Linked DNA regions of Ovis aries: region 1 is linked to region 2. Evidence: chromatin contacts called from public Hi-C data. All regions are on one chromosome and are shown on one strand. The core of a region is the stretch at or near the end of the contact, and the rest is flanking DNA. Distances in the headings are between cores, read along the strand shown.

The links. A called contact is a pair of places that touch in the nucleus more often than the background predicts.
Region 1: a contact with region 2 is called in a Hi-C map of skin fibroblasts, with 3 times the contacts expected there. The contact joins the enhancer-like site here to the promoter of VEGFC in region 2. A contact is called at or near these places in 2 of 16 Hi-C or Micro-C datasets (skin fibroblasts and tail adipose tissue).

Annotation. Positions count from the first base shown.
Region 1 is chr26:7,450,971-7,453,926 of ARS-UI_Ramb_v3.0, reverse strand. No RefSeq gene overlaps it. Among named protein-coding and RNA genes, the nearest start is that of NEIL3, 5.1 kb to the left of the region's middle. Within about 2 kb of position 1,501, at least 3 of the 54 cell types and tissues checked have an H3K27ac peak or open chromatin away from gene starts, as enhancers often do.
Region 2 is chr26:7,310,993-7,313,991 of ARS-UI_Ramb_v3.0, reverse strand. It overlaps VEGFC (vascular endothelial growth factor C), which reads left to right and starts at 1,659. Exons shown (of 7, transcript XM_004021836.6): 1 at 1,659-2,251. The coding sequence starts at 2,105.

The sequences.
Region 1 (2,956 bases), core at 252-2,751, 140 kb before region 2:
GGTGATGTACTGTTTATTTCTTTAGGAAACTAATATAGTTGATTTTGTTAACTGATCAATATTATCTAACAGTAAATTTTTACATCAATATGTCCAAGCTTAAATTTAACATTCACATATATGTTAATCTCTATAATGACGAGTTTATTAAACTCTTAATATCACACTTATGCATTTAATGTTTATACTATACCATATAATACTGATTATAAAAATTAGAATGCTGACCCTAGTGTATAATCATAAATACATTTATGATATTTAAATTGTGGTACATTGAACAAATGTCATCTACGTTTACTTAATTAAAAGACTATAGATTAACATTCCCTAGTTTTAAAATATCAAAAGTGAAAATCAATCAGACTACTTGATCTAAGGTAATTAGAGAAACATATTCACTTTATTAAATTTTTGGATTAGAGGCAATTGAAGCCATCAGTGACCAAGCAAGAAACCATATCAAAAACAATCTATTGGACATCAATAATACTATAAAGTCATCCTTTGTAAAGTGAAGAGGCAGAAGACACTTTACTATATATAAAAGTTAGTCGTATAACTGACAAGTACAGAAATGCAATGGACTTATCTGAGTGGGAAGGGAGGCAGTGCAGTACAGTTTAGAAGATGATGTCCTTGGTCTTGATACTGTTTGTTATTTGAAGAGATTTATTCTTTAAAGGCATTTCATTTGCTGATATATCAGTTGTGATATATCACAGTTTGAATATGGTGTTTATTTGAAGAAATTAAAACAATAAATTATTTCCTTTTGGGGCATATGACAAAAAGATAGACTTTTAAAGATTCTAACAGTAACTATAGCTTATAGTCATTAATTAAAATAATAAAACTCTACATGATGTTTAGAAATAAAACATAACTTATAAAACAGATACTCAGATGACAGAGGACTTAAACATACAGGTTACCTAGTTTTAGAAGCTTATATGTAAATCATCTTGGTCTTTTGATACAACTCAAAAATGGTCCCTCTTTGGATCTGCACTCAGTGTAGAATGAATCTACTGTAATTCTAGTCTGTTTTCATGAAGTTGACATGTATTGATGAGCCATCAGAAAAAATCTCCTCAGAAGGAAAAACCATCCATATTCTTTGAATAGAAATTCAATTATTTCTTAAGATGCCATGTGACTATACAATGGGGATCTAACTTCTAAACTAGAGTCCTACAGACACAGCCTTAGCATTAAGCCAGGGTAAACAGGTATTATTTAGTAATAGAGTACCATCACTACACACAAAAATGACAAAACACTGATTATCTTTGAAGCATACAATATATATGAGACTACAAAATCTGTGCTACAAATCTGTTGAACTATAATCTTCCACTTTCTCAGCTATGTGGTTGCTTCAGAATATTAAGTCTACAATTTTCTCTTTCATTTTCCTTTCAGACACTGACTAAGTGTGACAAATAGCTTTATGTCTCATCTCATTTCATTTCCATGATGTGATCTTCAAAACCACAAACGCATCAAGAGCAGAAATGACTTTATACCACTAATTCTGGTTGTTTTCATAGACCTAATCCTGGAGGCAGGAGCTGCTTGACCGGCAAGTCATGGCCTTATTTTAGCCCACAAGAATATTTTGCTTAACCACCGTAGTATTTTAGAAACTGGGAAATTTTGTGAATCATTCCTAATCTTTGACTTTTCTTGAAAATTAAAAAAAAAAAAAAACCTTTCAATATGGGTCCACAGCTCCATACGGTAATAAGCAGTTGGATGTATTTTGTGTCTGCCACAGCCTTGACCTATTCTACTGCTTCACATCTGGGGCTTTTCATTGATTCAAACTGCCTACAGAGTATCTACATTTTCTGACTTTCTGAGTTTTTCAGTGATTTGGCCCCTAGCACAATTAGAACATAGCAATTAACCTTTCCCTGCATATTTGATTGGTATTTCCTATTCACTTTCTTACCAATTTTGAATCAACTAACTAGATTCATACAGCATGTGATACTGAAGAGTACAGAACAAGGAGGAGAATGAAATCTCACTTGATGAATAACAGAAACTGAAGTTTGAATGTGCCCTCTGGTCACTTGTCCCTGAAGCTTGACACTTCCAGTATGCCTCTGGATCAGTCCACGTACAACCTGACCTATGTAGATAATTTATTGGACAAAACTGACTCAGACTTTTCTGGAATTTTAAATTATAAGTACTAAATCCCTCTGAACTTCTTCAATGTCCAGAGTCGAAGTTGAAGTATCATCATTAGAAATTACAATAATCAGTTCAAATCCTATAATACCTTTCAATGGACACTAAATTATTATCTTAAGCTTTTTAAATGCATATAATGCTAAAACTGGAATTTATCTGAAGATGGTAAAACTTCTTATAATAAATATATACAATACGTGAAAATAACATATGCCTGCCTTTCTTACCTCTACTATCCTTAATCTACTCCTGTTCACCTTTTATATTTCCTATATTATTTGAGATGATAAACAGAAACAGTGCTGTAAGATATTTGTCTAAATTTTACAAAACCAAGGAACTATAACAAGCTTGATTTCACTCTCCTTAGCATACAGTTTCTTTTATCTCATGGCATGATAATTAAATGCATTAAAATATGCTCTTTGGTCTGTGTTTTTATTACTTTGGTTTTCTTATTTGAGCATAAATGAGCTTTATTTCATTTTAAAATTTCATTTCTGACACATTACCCATCATTCAATAATGCTGCAACTGGATGGAAATCATTTCAATAATGTGTAGATGCAAATCTTAAAGAAAAATTAAAATTCTTAATGAATTATTAAGAAATGTAAATTTATGATAAAAATCCAAACCAGACACAATTATGCATAAGTTGCTTTCCCCCAAATAAACACATAAACAAACACATACTCACATGCAAACTCCATTTTTCAAAGATAATATTTGTAATTTTTTATATTCTCAC
Region 2 (2,999 bases), core at 410-2,909:
TATTCCAGGTGCAGTCAAAGTTGAGAATCACTAGAATGGTTAAAAGGAAGCTCCAGTATCTACTTAAATCCCACCCAGGTCTGTCCTTAGCTCTTCCCTTTCAGATATTTTATCTGAAGACAAACAGCAAATTAATCAAAAAGGCAAAAAGCAGGAACATAATCAAAGAACTACTACCCGGCGGGCTCAGCTTTCCCAAACATCTCAACGAGCTACAATGATGGACTAACTCTGAGAGGACAGCGTCTAATAAGAGAAACAACAAAGCTCAAATCTTGGGCACCGTCTACCGACTTCACAAACTTGGGAACCATGAACATGACTGCACAGCAGTACACGGATAAAAAAATTTTTTGAGAAAGTTAGTTGATTTTCAGTGTAACGTGAGTCAACACTGATTTGAGTGCCAGAAAATAAACTCCATCCAAGGCGGCATCAACACATGTAGGATATCTGGGCAAGGAAGGCCATTTTCTCCAGCTTGCTGGAACACTTTTAAGTACTGAGTCACGTTCTGGGGAGTATACTAGCTGAAGAACACACAAAATGAGGTTGCGGTTGAAGAGGGAACTTTGAGGGGTCTTTCAAAAAGGGCGCACGGTGATGGGTTACTATGACAGATATTTATAAATGGTTGGAAGAGCTCACAGAAGGAAGTTCGATTTGACTCATGGAGCCAAGTCCAGAAGTCAAAGCAATGGATAGGTGGAAGAAAACACTTTTCAATGACGTTGACCATCAAAAATGTTAACGACGACGGGCGGCCACGCAGGGCGCGGTGGGGGTGGGGTGGGTCGCTTCTGGTCACTGAGGAGATTTGAGGCTTCTTACTTGAGAGGAGTTTCAGAACTTGTGGGTGGACTCCAAGTCTCATCTCCTGAGATTTTATGATCTGTGTATTGAAACGTCGCCCCAGGTAAAAGTGAGGCTTTCCCACTTTCGGGGAGCTAAGGAAACCCTGAGCGGGGGACGTCTGCACCCAGGCCACCCAAGCCAAGGTGAACGCCGGCCAACAGGGCGCTCTGCCGCCCGCCGACTTTTCTGACCGGGAGAAGGCCTTGGCTTCCGCAGACTTCACCTCCGACAACGTGCTTCACACGTGTCTCCCGCGTCCTGCTTCCTCCTTCAAACCCACTCCCCACAGGCGCTGCTCCTGAGGCGCCCGGCCCGGCGGCCCCACCGGCCACAGGCCCGGGCTTCCAGCCGCTCCAGAGCCTTCGCCCCACAGTCCGCCCGCCTTCGCATCCCCTGGGGGGGCCCCCGAGTCGCCCAACAAGGGGAGACAGGGGGCCCGGCGGGTTCTCCGCCCCGGGCCGACTTTCTCGCACTTTCTAGAGTCTGGAGCTCCCCTGCCTCTCGAGCGGGGACGCGGGGGGCCAGTCTGCGGGGCACTCTGGCCGGAGCCGGGGCGCCCGCGCCCCCGGAGCCCGGCGCCTCGGAGCCCGCGGGCCGGCCCGCCCCCTCCCCCAACCCCGCGGGGGGCTCGCGCCGCGGGGGGCGGGGGAGGGGCGGCGCGGGCGCCGGGAGACGCCGCCAAGGCCGGCGCGCGGGGAGGGCGGCCGGGCTCGGCACGCGCCCTCCCTCGGCCGCTTTCTCTCACATAAGCGCAGGCAGAGGGCGCGTCAGCCATGCCCTGCCCCTGCGCCCGCCGCCGCCGCGCAGCCCCGCGCTCCCCGGCCTCGCCGCCCGGCGCCGCCGCCGCTCTCGCCGCCCGGCCACCCGGCTCGCCCCGCCGCGGGGAGGGGGAGGCGGGGGCTCGCGGGCCCCGGGGCCGCCGCAGGGCGCGAGCCTCGCGGGGCGTCTGGGCTCGGCTACCCCTCGCTCCCCGAGCCGCCGAGCGGGGCGCCGTCCTCCCGCGCCCTCGCCTCACCTAGCGGGCCGCGGTCGCGGGCGCTCGGATGTCCGGTTTCCTGTGAGACGCTGCTCTGACCCCTCGGCTCGCGGGCGCCGGCGGTAGAGCGGCTCGCAGCGTCGCGAGCACCGAGCCCGGACCCGCTGCCGCCGCCCCGGCTCCGCGGGGTCCCGGGCGGCCCTCGGGGACAGGGCCGAGCCGCGAGGCAGCCTCGCCGGGGCGCCCGGCCCCCGCGCCCGTGGCCCGGCCACCATGCACTTGCTGGGCTTCTGCTCTCTGGCGTGTTCCCTGCTGGCCGCTGCGCTGCTCCCCGGTCCGCGCCGGGCGCCCGCCGCCGCCACCGCCTTCGAGTCGGGACTGGGCTTCTCGGACACGGAGCCGGACGCGGGCGAGGCCAAGGTGGGTGCGCGCTGCGGGGACCCTGGGGGCCTCGGGGACCGTGGGGACCCCGGGGAGGCGGGGGCGTCGGGTCTCAAAGGACCCAGAACCTGTGCAAAGAATGGGCTTGTGTTTCACCTTGTGTGCGTTGGATCCAAAGTTGCTGAGCTGAGTGTAGAGTTTCTGAGAGAAAGTTTTCTCCTTTTTTTCCACAGAAAGTTGTTACTAAATAGGAAGGCAATTTACGCCGAGTGCAAGGCTCGGAAGGTAGCTGGTGACCGCGCTCCTATAACCTACCGGCTGGAGAGCGGTCCCCGCCGGGGAGCCGAGCTGTGCTGGAACCCCGGTTAACCCGCCGGGAGGGTTCTTTTCTTCCCTAGCAAGTGAGTTGGGACCTCAGCAGCTCCCAGGGCTTGGATGACCAGTCATCCGAGGCTGCTTTTTATGGAGTGTTCCTCTTCTGTGGGGTTAGTAATGGGGCTTGAGGGCATCAGACTTCAGATTCACCTGGAGAAGTTGGTCAAACTTGAGATGCAACAGGATCTCGAATCACCATCAGGCATGGCTTTTCGACTTAGTAAACGCTGCATTTCTGAAATGTGGTCAAGAACTGTGAAAAGTAAGGTGGATTTTCTTGTCTGTTTTTCAACGAGATGTTTAACTCTTTGCCTGAAAAATGTTGCCAAGATGCTTTGGGGACATTCTGATTCCCAAATGTCGTATATTATTTGTGTCTGCTCTTCTAAAAAAAAAATGTATGTCTACCTTA